Regions from separate parts of the Rattus norvegicus genome. Here region 2 is linked to region 1. The links are chromatin contacts, called in public Hi-C maps. All regions are on one chromosome and are shown on one strand. The core of a region is the stretch at or near the end of the contact, and the rest is flanking DNA. Distances in the headings are between cores, read along the strand shown.

Region 1 (7,372 bases), core at 58-2,557:
TCAGGTAACTTCCAACACATCCGGCTGTGTTTCAGGAGTATGCACACCTCCAGGTTTAGTTGGTTACTGTGTGGCCATGCTGCACATGTGTGTTTACTTATGGACTGAATACGCTTTTCTGAGTCTTTTTTGTGTGTTTGTACATCAGGAGGTCATGGTGTGTGTGTGTGTGTGTGTGTGTGTGTGTGTGTGTGTGTGTGTGTGCATGTAGTCTTTTGTATCTATTGGCTTTGGTAGAATGTGTGGTTGTTACAGATCATGTCACTGTGTCTGTGTCTGCTGTGTGTTTCAGAGATAGCAGAGGGGTGTCTCTCAATGTTTTTGTCAGGTGACCGTGGTGTCGGTGTGACAGGTTGAAATGCAGGCTCCTGAGTGTGGTGAAGTGCTGGGTACGTGTTGACATTTTGTCTAGTACAGAGAGGTATGTGTTACAGAGAACATGTTTGGTGAGTGTGTGGCATGTTTGTTGCCTGTTTCTGTGTGTAGTGGCTATGTGTGTGGGATCAGAACTTGCCTCTGTTTTCATTGCACCATGAATTATGTGTAGGCATGCTTCAAGGAATTCAGTTTCCACGCACCAGGTGGCCCATGTGATTCACAGGGTATGGTCTGATTCTTCACCATGCCTGAAGCCCATGTGCTGTAGGGTGTCTTGTGTTCCCATGTCTGTTGGATTTGCTGTGTATTCCCTGCCCTTCGTTTGTGTATTCTGAGGGCTGGCAGTCCTCTCTGCATGACTATGGCTGTCTAGACATGTGTGTGGCACAGTCTGTGTCCCTTGGTCTGCATGCACCGTGCTGCTGCCCATTTGTACTGGACATGAAGGTCCATTTCTAGCAGATGGTGTGTCTGGGTGCCTCTGTGTGTCCCAGGGAGTTCTGGAGCCATGAGTATTTGTCTCTTTTAATTTGGATGCAGTTACATAGGGCACACACGGCCACGTGTTTGTTCTGTGTTTCTGAGTTACTCTGGTTTGTTGCACATTCGTGTGTGTTGCACTGTGTTGGTATTTCCATGCATCTAGTGGCAAAGGTATGTGTACCACAAGACAGAAACTGCTGGTGTGTGTGCATGTATGAGCTGTCTGGCACAGCCTGGCCTCTCTGAGTGATGTGTGCTACATCCTGCTGGAAACCAGACGGAGCCCAGGCCCCTCTCCAGTCCCCACATTCCTTTGTGCTCTGTGCTACAAAAAAATATTTGCGTTTTCCACCACTCATAATTTTTCCTCCTCAATTACTACCAGATGTGAGCTCTGTGGTCCCCGTCCCCATGGCAACCGAGGTTCCAGCAGTCGTGGTTCCCTTTTGTGGCGCCTGCCCCGAGAGCTGGCACTAGTGCAAGCCCAGAGGGGGTGGGGAATACTGGGTGGTGAAAGACATTTAAGGGGAACTCTCCTAGGGGACAGGCAGCAGGACTGGCGGATGATGGGAAGCACTGGTCTCTGTCCAGGAGAGGCCCACAGAGAGGCTCCTGCAGGTCAGGTTTCCTGGACAGTGGGAGGAAAGGCCCCAGGCCAGCACCGAGACATTCCTGAACTGCCCAAATCATACCAGTGCAGACTAAGGAAATGGAGGTGTGGAATAAGGAACTGAGTGAGAGGCCATTGTGGCAGGACGGCTTGGTAGGGACACAGAATGAGTAAGAGTGGGGCCAAACAATGTTCCACACGACACTGACTGTCCTGCCTCTGCCCCTTTCTGCCTGGCGCTGCGCCTGACGTCAGCCCTGGCAGCTAGTATGACTTAGTGCCTCGATGGATCCAAGGCCAATCAAACCACAAGAGCACAGCAGGAAGGTGCCTGCCTGGCCGAGGGAAGCATCTGGCACAGAGACAACAGGGCTGCCAACCACAAGCTGCCCAGCCAGGCCAGCTTAGGGCACTGTATCCATCAGCTGCTCTGGACGCTGTCTCCCCTCTGGTGGCTGAATCCCTGTATGGGACCAAAGCTGACCTCAGAGTACTATGTGGCCAGAGAACAAGGGCCTGGCCAAAAAGAGGCCCCGGGAGCTGCCAACATGGATGATACTTGAAGCTAGGAAGCTGTTGACAGAATGAAAATTTAAACTGGGCATAAGCAGATAGGAGAAAGTGCCGGAGAGTTGGCTCTGAAGATAGGAGCATTTTTGTTGTTGTTGTTTTGGTTTTTTTTTAAATTGGATACCCAGCATCCACATGGCTTCCCACTTGGAAAGCTGGGGCAGAAGTTTAAGTTCATACCCTGTCCTAACAACAAAAAAGATACTAGAGACAGGAAGAGAGTCTGCTGGAGGTAGGGGGCTAGAAGGAACCAAGACAGATGGCTTTCAGAAACTAAGGCCAGTAGGATCCCTGAAGACCAGAGGTCCAAGGCTCAGAAAGGCCGTTAGGAGCCTGCCGGGAGACGTAAAGGTGCTAGGGTGGGATGGGGGCAGACAAATGGCTCCAGAGAAGGCCAAGCAGGCTACCTTCCCTTTCTTCCCCTGCTGGAGCACGTGGAGATGAGGTAGGGAGGTTTTCATTCAGGACAAGGCACCTATGGGAGCAAGCAGGGACAGGCTGCTTTGTGAGGCCTGGCTGGAGTCTGGGCGCACTGCACAGTGTCCCTTGCCCTCACCTCTGTCTCACCAGAAACAGTTCTGACTTCTGGATCCCCCCAGCACAGATCCCTTTTCTTCCAAGCGGTAGTTCAGGACTGGCGGAATTGGCATATTTTCGTGTCGTTCCTGGAGACCCGCACCGGGGGAACTCCAAGGTTCCATTTAACTGCAGGAGTCCAGAAGATGCTGCATACAGGTTCCATAAGAGGTCATCTGTGCTCCACAACCTCCAGCAGGAAGTAATTAGAGCACTGGGAGTGGGGAGAAGCATTTTATTAAAGAAAGCTTTGGCCTGCTAGGAGGAGCCCATCCTGAAGGCCTCAGATGGGAAGGGAGAAGCCCTGCCCGGGGCCTATAAATACATCTACGGCCACCAGAGTAGCCCCTGGGGTTCCCTCGTGGGGTGATAGGAAGCCATCAAAACCAGCTCGATGGCTGAGGGACCAGGGCTGGCATGAGTGAGTGGGAAGGGGACAAGCCAACATGGCTGAGCCCCCTGAGGAGCAGAAACCAGCTCTGCTCCCCAGGTTTGGGTCAACCAGATACTGGGGAGCCCAGTTAATGGAAGCAACCTCTGACTATCTACAAAGAAAAAGACCCTACAGCCATAGGCACCAGGCCTTGGCAAATGAGAGGCAGCCAAGAAGCAGAAGCGCTGCTGGCATCGGCCAATGACAAGGTGGCCCAGGCAAGAACACTCTTCTTGGCCAGTAAGAAGTCTGTAGACTCCTCAAGCTATGGCCAAGGAGACGCAGATTACTAAAAAAGCTCCACAAGTTTGCTAGTGGGAGCGGGTAGCCAGCTAAGTGTCTGCGAGGCCCAAGGGCAGATCCAACCACGTGGAGGCTGCTGGAGCCTAAGCCAATCAGACACAGGCTCGAGCGGGCACTGGGCGCTCGGGCCAATGAAATGCCTTCGCTGCGACTGCGCGGGGAAACGACGGTGAGAAACGCAGTGGCTCCTGGGGCTGCGAGCCTAGGAAGCTCCGGGGGCCGCGCCCGCCCTGCTCGGCTCCCCCGCAGCCTCCCTGCTCTTCTTTCGAGGCGGTTTCTGGATGGGGGTCTTCTTCCGAGGTGTCTCGGGCTCAGGTGCGCTGGCTGCCACCTTCTCAGACGCCGAGGCTTCGGACGCCGAAGCCGCGCGGGCGGTCGACGCCGGGAGCACGGAGCGCTTGGCCTTCTGAGGCGGCGGCGGCTTCTCGGCGCGACCCAGGCTGCGAGTCTTGTCGCGCAGCTCGGCTGCCAGCATAGAGGCGGCCTCGGGCGCACTGCGCGGGGGACCTCCCGCGTCCGTGGGCTCCAAGAGACCCGGGCCGCGGCCGCGCGCTCGGGCGCGGGGTGGCGTGGGTGAGGCCGGGCCGGTGGCTTCTTCGGTCAGGCCCGGGGGCTGCACCGACATGTTGCTGGGGGTCCGTTTCCTCCCGCTAGGGCTCGGCGCAGCCTTGCGGCCTGCGGGCGGCGGCGAAGGTGCAGCGGCCACGGCGCCTTGCTTGCCGTGGATCCAGGACACCTTAGGCTTGGTGGCAGGGTCGGGTGGCGGTGGCTTCCTGCGCTCGGGCGATGGGGACAGTGACAAGCCCCCAGCCTCACATCGGGTCCGGGCCGGCCGGGCCTCGCGCCGGGCCACACGCGCGTACAGCGCCCCGCCCGGCCCCTCCACGCTTGATGCTGAGCGCTCGCTGTCTGAGGATGCAGGGAGGGCTGCTGCCTCATCCCCGGGCACCGAAGTGCCCATGGGCGCTAGGGACACAGCGGGCACCTCAGTGAGAGAGGCAGAAGCTTCTGGGTCTCGGTTCTCAGCAGTCGCCTCTAACAAGGGTAGGACAAGAAACTAATCTCAACATCTAATAGCACTGGTGGAGCCAACCCCCACGAGTGACCCTTTCTCCTCTGCCAGAGCCCAGTTGTCTCTGTCATTCAGGCATACCTGGTACATTCACAGGATTACCACAAACTTAGTGGGATTCCCCAGGGTGTGGGCTTACTGCTGGGGAATGAGGGATTTTTTTTTCCGGGGCTCAGGCTCTAGATTTTGTACCCCACCACACCCCACTCTCAGGGGTCACAATTGTCGACTTTAAGCGGATTTATGCCCTTTAAGACTTAATTTTTCTGATGTTGAAGCATCAGTCACTTGCCCAAAGTCACCTAGTGGCACCAAAGTAGGACAGGCCATTTCTTTCCCTCTACCTTATATTCTTCCTGTCTCCTCTGCCCTTATCTAGATCTAGCCCCAGAAGTTAGTATGGCTGACCAGTTACAAGGGAGCTACCTATCCCTCCATGACTTACCCCACAGAATCTCAGCTTTGCAGCTGAGACCAACAACTCCTAGTTCTTAGCTTCTTGGTGCCCTAATCCCCATGGACCTCCAACATAGACAGCAAGACCATTCCGTTGTGCTAGAGGGACATCTATGCAGCGTCACACTCACCCTCGTGGGGCACACAGTACACAGGGCCTTCATCTGTGGTGTCAAATGATGAGAAGGAGGCCCTGGAGGACCATGATGGAGAGGGCTGCTCCAGCCCTGAAGGTGGTTCCAGGAAACTGCAGTTGAGCGTGTTGTCTAAGTCATGATGGGCCACTGGAGGGGAAAATAAGTGAGGCAGGGTGCGAGGGACCTCGCCTTTTCCCAGTCTGTACTCTTAATTCGCTAACCACGAATGAAGTGGTCATGACCAGCCCCCTCCAGAAGACTGAAGGTGGGACATGACACTCAACAGAGTCACATTAGACCAGGGCTGAAGAATGGGTAGCAAGGAAACCCAGAAAAGGGAAGTATGAAGGAAGTAGGATAAGGAAGTACGGGCCTGTAACCCAAGAACTTGAAAGCCTGAGGAAGGTGCATCAGCGTTAGCTTGAGGCTAGCCTAGGCTACTCAGCTGAGTTCGTGACAGCCTGGCCTACAGGATGAGACCCTGTCTCAAACACCAAACAAAGAACTGGAGAAATGGTTAAGGACACTGGCTGTTCTTCCAGAAGTTCTGGATTCGATTCCCAGAACCCTCATGGTAGCGTACAACCATTGGTAACTCCCACAGACACACAAGTGATGCACACATACATGAAGGCAAAACACCCATACACGCAAAATGAGTAACAGTCTTTAAAGGCTTTTTTTTTTTTCTTTTTTTTCGGAGCTGGGGACCGAACCCAGGGCCTTGCGCTTCCTAGGCAAGCGCTCTACCGCTGAGCTAAATCCCCAGCCCCAAAAGGTATTTTTAAAATAAGGAAAAAGTACAAGCCAAATGCAGTCAGCTAGGGAGCCGAAAGAGTAGACTACGTGTTAAGGAAAGACATAGAGACTCAGGGAACCCTGGAGAGCTTCTGAATTCGGTTGTTCAGGAGAAAGACTGCTGCTAGGCTCTGGCTTTCCCAGCAGCCCTTGCACTTCTGCTCCTAGGAGTCATGTGGCTCCTTTACCTCCTAAGAGACTTAACGACCCCACCAAGCTTCAGAAAGAAGTTGTCTAAAGGGAGGCACCACCCCCTCTCCTGTCATCACATGGAACATCTACTAAAGACTCAAAGGGGGCTGGAGGGATGGCTCAGTGGTTAAGAGCACCGACTGCTCTTCCAGAGGTCCTGAGTTCAAATCCCAGCAACCACATGGTGGCTCACAGCCATCTGTAATGAGATCTGATGCCCTCTTCTGGTGTGTCTGAAGACAGCTACAGTGTACTCCTATATAATAAAATATTTTTTAAAAAAAGACTCAAAGGGGCATGGGGACCAGCCCTTCCTTTTCTAGGAAGGGCTCTAGTAACTGCTGGGAACCAACCAAACTCTTGGTGTGCTACACACACACACACACACACACACACACACTGCCACTAGTTCCCCTGCAGTTCTGCATCTCAATGTAGAGAGACCTGACCTGAGGTCAGGTGGCCTGCCAGGCAATGACTCATGTGTCCTCATGCCTCCTGCATACCCCCTAACATCTGCCCACACCTCTGGAACTTCCTTGCCCTACAGTCTCATCCCCTAGCAACATCCTCCCTTCTTTCAGGCGCACCTCTCCACCCCCCCCCCACATTAAAACTCAAAAGTCCCTCACTTCTGCATTGAGCCTCTGTACACCATTTTCTAGAAGCCTTTTGTAATGTGTTTCCCCTGAGTCCCAGAGCCCACATTCTTACCTACGACTTTGGGCAGCTTCTGCCTGCGAAGCGGGATTCGGGGTAGCTTCATGCTGATGCGGCTGAAGCTTCCACAAAAGCGTTGAGGTGCCTTCTTCCTTCCGAGGGTGAGCTCCCTGCGGGGGCGGGGCCTGAGCGAAGGGGCGGGGCGGGACTGGGCGGGGCGGTTCAAATTGGGTGGGAACAGAAAGAGGAGACCCTGAAGAAATAAAGGACTGGGCCCTGCCTCAGGAGTGGGGTCTGGGTTCAAGAAGCACACCCAGTCACACAGAGCGGGCTACCTAAACCAAGCGGTGGGTGGGGGGCTGCCTTGGGGCCTCACCGGCGCGCCGAGTCCTTGCCCCGGCAGGCACAGCAACAACCGAGCAGCGAGAGCAGCAGGCCGAGGAGCAGCGTGAGCAGCGCGCCGGCGCCCATCACACCTTTGCGCTGATTGGTCTCTGTGGGGAGCAGCGGCTCAGCGCAGGATCACGCACCCCACTTCATTCCCTGGCCCGACGTTCTTCACCCACTCACCCAGGTGGCAGGCCCCGGTGACCGGGTCGCATGATTCCTCGTGACAGCTGCAGGCCTGGGCGCAGTCCACACCATGGAGCCCGGCCGGGCAAGTTACATTACAGCTGCAAAGTTTGGGAGTCCAGAATGCCTCC
Region 2 (7,439 bases), core at 2,805-5,304, 190 kb after region 1:
AGGCAGAATGCCGCGCTCTGCAGCAGGCATTGGGCTCAGAATTAGGCTAAGGTGGAGGACAAGATAGTGTCTGCCGGCTGCCTCAAAGGTGCCCTGCACCAGTGGCTGGGCTGGGAGCAGGGCCTGCCTGGCTTTTCCTCGGGACACCCTCTCCCCCTGTCCCTTGTGGCACCCAGCTGTGGGGGGACCCACTCCCTGTGCCTGCGACTCACCACTTCTTACTAAGGCTCTTGGCGGTGACCTTGGGGAACTGCATGGAGTCCTGGTCCCTGAGAAAGGAAGTTAGCTGTGAGGCCCACACCCGCTCTGGGCTAGGGCAGGGCGACGGGTACAAGGCACTCACTTTGGAGAGCCCAGCCCAGCCTCCTCAGCTGCAGCTTTGGGCCTTTGGTTCCCTTCCAGGAGTGACTTGAGGTGCTGTAGCTGAAAGGCAGGGAGAGGCGTGGTGGGTACAGTGTGCTGTGCCACTGGCGTTCAGGGTCATGTGCCTGCCCAGGGCCTCACCTCCTGGGCCTGCAGGAGGTTGGCGTTCCACAGCTGACGGATGACCACCTCACACTGCTGCACTGTGGTAGGCTTGCGCAGGTGCGGGGGCAGGCTCATTAAGGGGGCCGTCCCCGTCCCTTGCCGGCCATGGCTGCCCCCCACCAACGTGGCCCCTGAATTAGAGGCCTCTGCATCCTCGTCTCTGAAACATTACATCGGCCCAGAGGTGACCTGTGGGAGTGGTCTAGCCACCCGCCCACCCACTACCTCCCCGGGGCAGCACCCATGCCTGCCAGTGTGGAAGAAGCCTGTTTCTATTGCCCGCTAGCCAGGGTGCTGTGGAGCCAGCTGTGACTTAGGGCTGCTTCTTCGCCCCCTATGTTGAAGAAGCAGGCAGCTACCTGCCTGATAGCCCCATCCAGCTTGTTTCTCGCCCAGAGTAGTTCCTGGAATTGGGACTGCAGAGTCAGAGCCTGTCTTGGTTGTACTCCTGAGTAAACCGCTTCTAACCCATGCCACCCAAAGACAGCATGGTCAGACATAGGCCAGCCCAGGAATCCAACTCTGTTCTGGGTTTTTGTTTTCGCTTTTTAAAGACAGTGTGGTGGTCCGCACACAGGAGGCCAGCCAGGAGTGCATCCTCAGACCATGGTCGCCCTCAGCCCTCCTCCAAGCAAGCAGAGGGGACCAAGTCACTTTGTCTCTTGGTCTCTTCTCTAAGCAAACAGTAATTTAGGGGTTTCCACTGGTCCCCTGTAGGTGAGGTTAGCCAGGGGTCTCTGCAGGACCCCCAGGAGAGAGCAAAGTAGTACCCAGCATAGAGACAGCAGCCTGGCAGCTCCCTGGTTCCTGAACCCCATTTTCATCATAATGGAGTCAGGTCCATCAAGATGGAAACAAGGTTGCCTGCTGGTCCCAGGGTGGAAACCTATCAAGGGTGAGCTTGGGGCCCTTGGGGTGCAGGCCTGGTCCTCAGGTGCAAGCAGGCCTTACTTGGCCTGTCCCTGAGCCCCAGGGGCTCTGTCCAGCTTGCTGCTTTGGGACAGGGCAGCACTGCTGAGTGACTGCTCTTCCAGGTCTGTCTTTTGGAGGGCGTCAGACTTCAGCTCTTGTTTCTTGAAGGAGTTGGGCTGGGGCCTGGTCTTGCCTTGAGAGTTGGCTGCAGGGCACACCAACAGGGCTATCGTTAAAGGCCTTGGGAGCCACAGACCCATTCTCTAGGATCAACCAATGTACCCAAGAAGCCCTGACCCTGCGCCAGTTCCTCTGCTGTACTCAACACTTTCGGGAGGGATGCAGAGGATAAGGTGTGAAGAGTGCAGCCTGTGATGGCACCTGCCGCCTGTGCCAGAAAAGCCACAGTGGGACTGCTGCCTTCCATTTGGGGTGGAACAAACTAGAGGGGACTGGCATCTGGCCTGCATGCATTTATTTTCCAAGGCCTCCTGGTCAGCTGGGGCTGCTGCTAGTGAAGTTGCATAGCCTACCATAGGAGGCCAATGGGAGAGGAGGTTCTGTTTATTTTGTCCCTGAGATGTCATGGGTAGGTTGTGGGGGCCTTTGGTGGAGCACATAGCCTCCTCTGGGAGAAAATAGGGAGAAGACTTGGAAGGTACTTGAGTTCCTTTGTTAACGGCTCAGCTACTCACTCACTACCCTACCTGGGTGGGCCTGCTACATCATCTGGCTGTGCTACTCTGACAGCCAGGCCTTGTCTTGCTTGTAGAGCATCCCCTCAAGGACTCCTGGGCCCAGTCTCCTTCTTGGTTGTTTCTGTACATAGGATATCAGGACCACCCCCTTTGCGAAAGAGGGTTTTAAACTCTAGGCAACACCTCCCGCTGACTGCCCAGCCTGGACCCTGGCTCACCGGATGTTGTGGAATTGGAGGTGGACTTGCCAGAGTGAAGGCTCCATGTGGAGATGCTGCCTGTGAGGAAGAGGCAGCGTTCAGCCTGAGAACCTGCTTCTGCCTGCTGCCTGGCCCTCTGTGCTCAAGCAGGGCTGTGTTCCACACAGGGAGTGTGCTGAGAAACACCTCCCTCGAGTGTGAGGGATCCGTAGTACAGGGCTGGGGAACCTGAAGCAGGTACCACAACAGCCATCAACCTACCAGGGAATGGGGGCCCAGGCCACTCCTGTTTCAGGGGTTCTGCTCAGCAGATGGAGGGTATGCCGCCTTCTCACTCTCCCTACTGCACAGACCATGCCTTTGGTGCAGAGAGCCCGCCAGCCAGCTATGGCTGGGGAAAGTGCCACCTGTCCAAGTGCCCAGCACTGGTCCCTTCTGGGTTAGCATGCAGGGCTCTGTGCTACCAGATAGACATAAGTGGTAACTCACTGCAAGCACCTGAGTCCTACCTTTTTTCTGAGGCTTCTCATTCATGATTAGCTTGTAGTGGAGATCTGAAAGCAAGCAAATACTCCTTATCACACTTCAAATCTACAGCCACTCAGAGCACAAGTGTGGCCTGCTCTTCCCATGGGTCCCACCAGCTTTTTCCACCAAGCCTTTACCTCGGGCCTCTCAGACCAGAAATGCCTCTAGCTGATCCCTGTCATCCCCAACACCTGCAAGGTGCCCATCCACCAGGCCAGGCAGGGGCAGGGCTGCAGGGCTGCTGAAGTGAGACGGGATGGCTAGCCTTCCAGGAGCCCCTGGCAATGGTAAGTGGGGTGTGACATGGGGCTGGTCAGTTGGACATGGGGTGAGCCTCAAGCAAACAGAGTCCTAATGTAATAAAATACCCAGTGAGAGAATCATTGGGAGTCCTGGAAAAGACAGCACCAGAGGGAGAAACTGAGGCACAGGCATGGAATGGGAGGAAGCAGAGGAACCCTAGCTGAGATGTAGACAGTCTTCTGAAGAGCTCAGTTATGTCACAGGGGTGGCCTGAAGTTCTGAGTAGGCCAAGCCTTGGGGGTGGGGAGCATAATGGGTGCCCTGGCTTTACGGGATCCACGTGGAGCAGCATCCTGGCAGTCCCTGCCTAAAATCTGGATGTGCTTAGTTGGTGACCATTTACTGGAATTTGCTGTGCTGTATAACTTCGGCAACAGTTTTAAATAACGAGCTGGACCACACCCTGCCCTGCACAGTGCACAAGAGGGTCAGCGTCCATCTGGGCTGGTGGACACAGGAGGACTGAGCCTGTTGGCAGGCCCTACCGAAGAGAAGTCTCCCGCGTCCTTCCCCGCACCCGGAGACTGTTCAGAGTTGATGGCCACGACCTTCAGGCTGTAAATGCTGGGTCAGCACCCAGTGGCTCACCCTTGTTCTCCCGTTTCAAGTGCTCGATTTCCTCGTGGAGTTTGACCAGCGTCTCCGAGTGCTGCTGCTGTAGGAACTGCAGGCTCTTTTCCAGGTCCAGGATCCGCTTCTGTGCCTCGCTGAGCCCGAGGGGAGGCGGCTGTGTCCCCGCGTGCTGCGGGCCGGCGGGAGGGCGCGGGCGTAGGCGGGCCGCACCCCGGGAGCCTGGGGCCGCGGAGCTGAGGGGCCGCGCCCCGGCCGCCAGCCCGGCCCCGCTCATGAAGGCGTTGCCGCCGCTCAGTACTGGCTGCTGGAGCCTGGCACCCGGTCGCCATGGGAACGGGCGCGCCGGAGAGGACGGGGTGGGCGCGACGCGGGGCGGGGCCTGTCGCGGCGTTCGGCGGAACCTGTCGGGACCTTAGGTCTTGTTACAGTGCTCTGTGTGCCGTGTGCGTACCCATGCGTGTGCGTGTGAAGACCAGCGCTCGACGTCGGGCCTCCCCACCTCATAGCTTTTGAGAAGAGGTCTTGTGGCTAGCTGGGCTGGCCCATGAGCCCCAGGATCTTCCCATTTCCCCGCCTCCTAGAGCGAGGATCCCCGGGTGTGCGCCTTCCCTCCCCACTTCTCATATGGGTGCTAGGGACCCGAATTTGGGTCCTCCTGTTTGGGCAGAAAACACTGTATCATCTGAGCCATGACCCTAGTCCCCTTTTACTTTTGAACCAGGTTCAAAGTGAAACTAGTTTGTAATATTCACCGTGTAAACCGGGATTATAGATGTAAACCAAAGCACTGGCTTTTAGAGTTGGTCTTAGTTTTTCGTTTTAATAGTTCATTTTTTTGGATACATAGTAATAGTTTCAAAAAATCTTCCAACACTCACAGAATCTTTGTGGGTATAGAAAGGGGTGGGGGAGCTCTCTTAACTGCTGGCTCATCTCTTACCCACTTGAAAACCAGGCCATTTACTTAATGACATGGCAGATTTATGTCTGTCTGTCTGTCTGTCTGTCTGTCTGTCTGTATGAATGACAGTTTAGCTATATAGGCCTGGCTGGCTTCAAACTCAAGAGATCTGCTTCTGCTTCTTTTGAATCCTGAGATTAATGGAATGTACCACCATGCCTGGTTTGGAAATTAAACGTCTAAGAGAAGGCTATGCAAGTCACCTCCCAATGAGCATCCTACTTTTTGTTGTGATAAACACCATGACCAAAAGCAAAATGGATCAGAGGGTTTATTTTAGCTTACAGGTCTATCATGGACAGAAGCCAAGAAGGAACTCAAGGCAGGAGCTGGAAGCAGACACCAAAGAAAGAATACTGCTTGGGGCTTCCTCCCCAGCTCCCCCTTTTTATTTTTTTAAATATGGAACGCTTCACGAATCTGCGTGTCATCCTTGCTCAGGGGCCATGCTAATCTTCTCTGTATCATTCCAATTTTAGTATGTGTGTTGCCAAAGCAAGCACCCCGGCTCCCTTCTAGCTTCCTTTCTCAAACACCCAGACCTACCTGCCTAGGGATGGTACTGCCCACAGTGGACTAGGCTTGTCTATATCAAGAAAAGGTCCCTTTCCCAGATGGTTCAAGTTGACAACTGAAAGCTAACTGTGACAGCAGGTGAGACTTGCTTCAAAGCCTAACCTAGTTCCATTCCTCAAACCCACATGAGAGGAGATAGCAATCTCCTTCAACTTCTGCTCTGACTTACATACATACACCATGGCACATATGCATGTACTGTAGTCCCCCGCACCCCATTAAATCAATCTAAAAAAAACCCTAAACTGCAGGGGGACTTGGAGGGGTAGATATGACCTGTGTGTGTGTGTAAAACTATAAGAGTAAAAAATAAATAAAAAATTAAAAAGATTCATCTCATACATATCGATAGGCACAAATCTTTGATCCCAACACCTGGGAAGCATAAGCAGGAGAATCTTTGAGTTCGAGGCCAGCCTGGGCTACACAGAGAAATTATCTCTGCCCCACACACAAAAGAGAAATATTGATAGGGTTATTGATAAGGGCTAGTCATTCAGGGACACTCAAATGGCAACTGTCCTTCCCACCATAAGGGGGTTGTACTCCCAGGAAGATGCTGGCCTGGAGCTGGCTAGCATAGATCAGATCCATCTGCCCATGACTCTTAAGTTTCTGGAGGCTGAGGAGATGGCTCAGCAGTTGCTTAAGAACAGTACAGAAGAGTTTGGTCTCCAGCACCCATCAACACCCTCTTCTGGCCTCCTTCCGCAATGCGTACATGTTGATGAGCAGACACACACAAGTAACACTCACTCACATAAAATAAAAATGACATTAAGAAAAGAGAAAGTTTCTGGAAGCTAATGAAGTATTTGTTCTCTGGTGTTGTGCAGGGAAGTCAGTTCTCAGAGCACCATAGGGCCTGCCCCCCACCTCAGGGTTAGTCTGCCATGGCCTTGTTTCTCAAGTTGAATCCAACATGCCCTGGGGAGGAAACAGGACTTTCAGGAAGAAAGAACAGCATCACAGGGTAAGGAGGTGCTGTGTCCAGGAGCTTGCTGAGCGGTTCCCAAGTGCCAGAGATTCAGCCCAGACGATCTCTGAAGCAAGAATGGTTTATTTGGACTTGGTCAGCTGTGTTCAGGGCTGACTTTTGGTTATGGGTCCCATGATGAAGTTACATCAAAATACAAAGCCCAGTGATAAGCTTGAAGAAAAAAAGGTTTTTTTTTTTTTTCTGTAAAAAACCCAAAACAAAGGGCGGGTTACGAGCAGCATGGTGATGGCGCTGCAGCGCCACCTGCAGGATGAATTCCAGGCCTTTGGTGTCTTAGCTTTGATGTGAAGGTGGTTTTTTTCGTAGTGTTGTTACAAACTTGATGTTCTCTTAAATTCCTTGGTTTTACAGGCAGAACCAAATGCTGCTGAGTTGTGTCCACAGAGGCTGGCAGGACCCAGCTCCACCCCCAAGCTCAGTCTCTTAAGAACTTTGCTTCTCCTCTGGAGTAGATACTGAGCTGCTGCCCTGGTATTGCATGCCCAGTAGAAAAAATATCACAACCCATCCTGCCCACCTCAGAGAGACCCACACAGGAGCAGCTCCCAGAGCCTAGAACTAGAGCCTGCTGTGGGTACACTAGCTCCTGAACTCTGTACGGCAGAATCGTGAAATGGTCACAAAGCCCTTGAATTCTAGCTCAGATGCTTGTGGGCCCTTGGACTGAGGGTGAGGACCCATGGCGAGCACTGATTGTCTTACAGAACAGCTCATGAACCTGCTGACACTTCCCTCCGTATCAGGCCTGCCTGGATCACTCTCCCTTCCAACTCTACATTCTTTTGAATAACTCCACCACTGCAGGGAAACTACTCCCAAAGACTCTGAAGATGACCTATCCCTCTCTTCCTGGCTTCTAAGAAGCCTGCCACAATCTACTCAGGAGAGAATGGCCAGCAGCTCAGAGCTGGTGCAGCTTCCCCCGCTCAGTGAGCAGTGTCATAGCTATGGCGTAGAGGATATACCCTAGGACCAGGAGCAAGGAGCAGGGCAGGGGCCCGATGCAGAACAGAGAAGCCACAAAGAAGGCCATCAGGAGCAGGAGCAGTGTCCGGTAACTGCCCAGGAAACGGAGGCTGAGTCTGGGGCCCCGTGCAGGGGTGGTGACCTGCCTCCGCCCCACAGGGCTCAGCAGGTGTCTGTTGCTCAAGGCAGGCTCA

The links. A called contact is a pair of places that touch in the nucleus more often than the background predicts.
Region 2: a Hi-C map of Schwann cells shows a contact between it and region 1, with 8 times the contacts expected there. The contact joins the promoter of Ccdc74a here to the enhancer-like site in region 1. A contact is called at or near these places in 9 of 12 Hi-C or Micro-C datasets (the A7r5 cell line, Schwann cells, frontal cortex and 5 more).

Annotation. Positions count from the first base shown.
Region 1 is chr11:96,677,399-96,684,770 of GRCr8, forward strand. Scarf2 (scavenger receptor class F, member 2) reads right to left here. Exons shown (of 11, transcript NM_001105864.1): 7 at 7,239-7,342; 8 at 7,045-7,162; 9 at 6,723-6,838; 10 at 5,013-5,165; 11 at 2,845-4,388. The coding sequence ends at 3,556. Among named protein-coding and RNA genes, the nearest start is that of Scarf2, 11 kb to the right of the region's middle. Within about 2 kb of position 1,308, at least 14 of the 93 cell types and tissues checked have an H3K27ac peak or open chromatin away from gene starts, as enhancers often do. A contact at or near this core is called in Schwann cells, where this site is marked.
Region 2 is chr11:96,860,486-96,867,924 of GRCr8, forward strand. Ccdc74a (coiled-coil domain containing 74A) reads right to left here and starts at 4,055. Exons shown (of 8, transcript NM_001419901.1): 1 at 3,758-4,055; 2 at 2,848-2,892; 3 at 2,357-2,416; 4 at 1,480-1,645; 5 at 505-688; 6 at 344-423; 7 at 213-269; 8 at 1-46. The coding sequence starts at 4,016. LOC120095812 (U6 spliceosomal RNA) reads right to left here and starts at 5,206; the gene lies at 5,100-5,206. Smpd4 (sphingomyelin phosphodiesterase 4) reads right to left here. Exons shown (of 20, transcript NM_001167806.2): 20 at 6,320-7,439. The coding sequence ends at 7,181.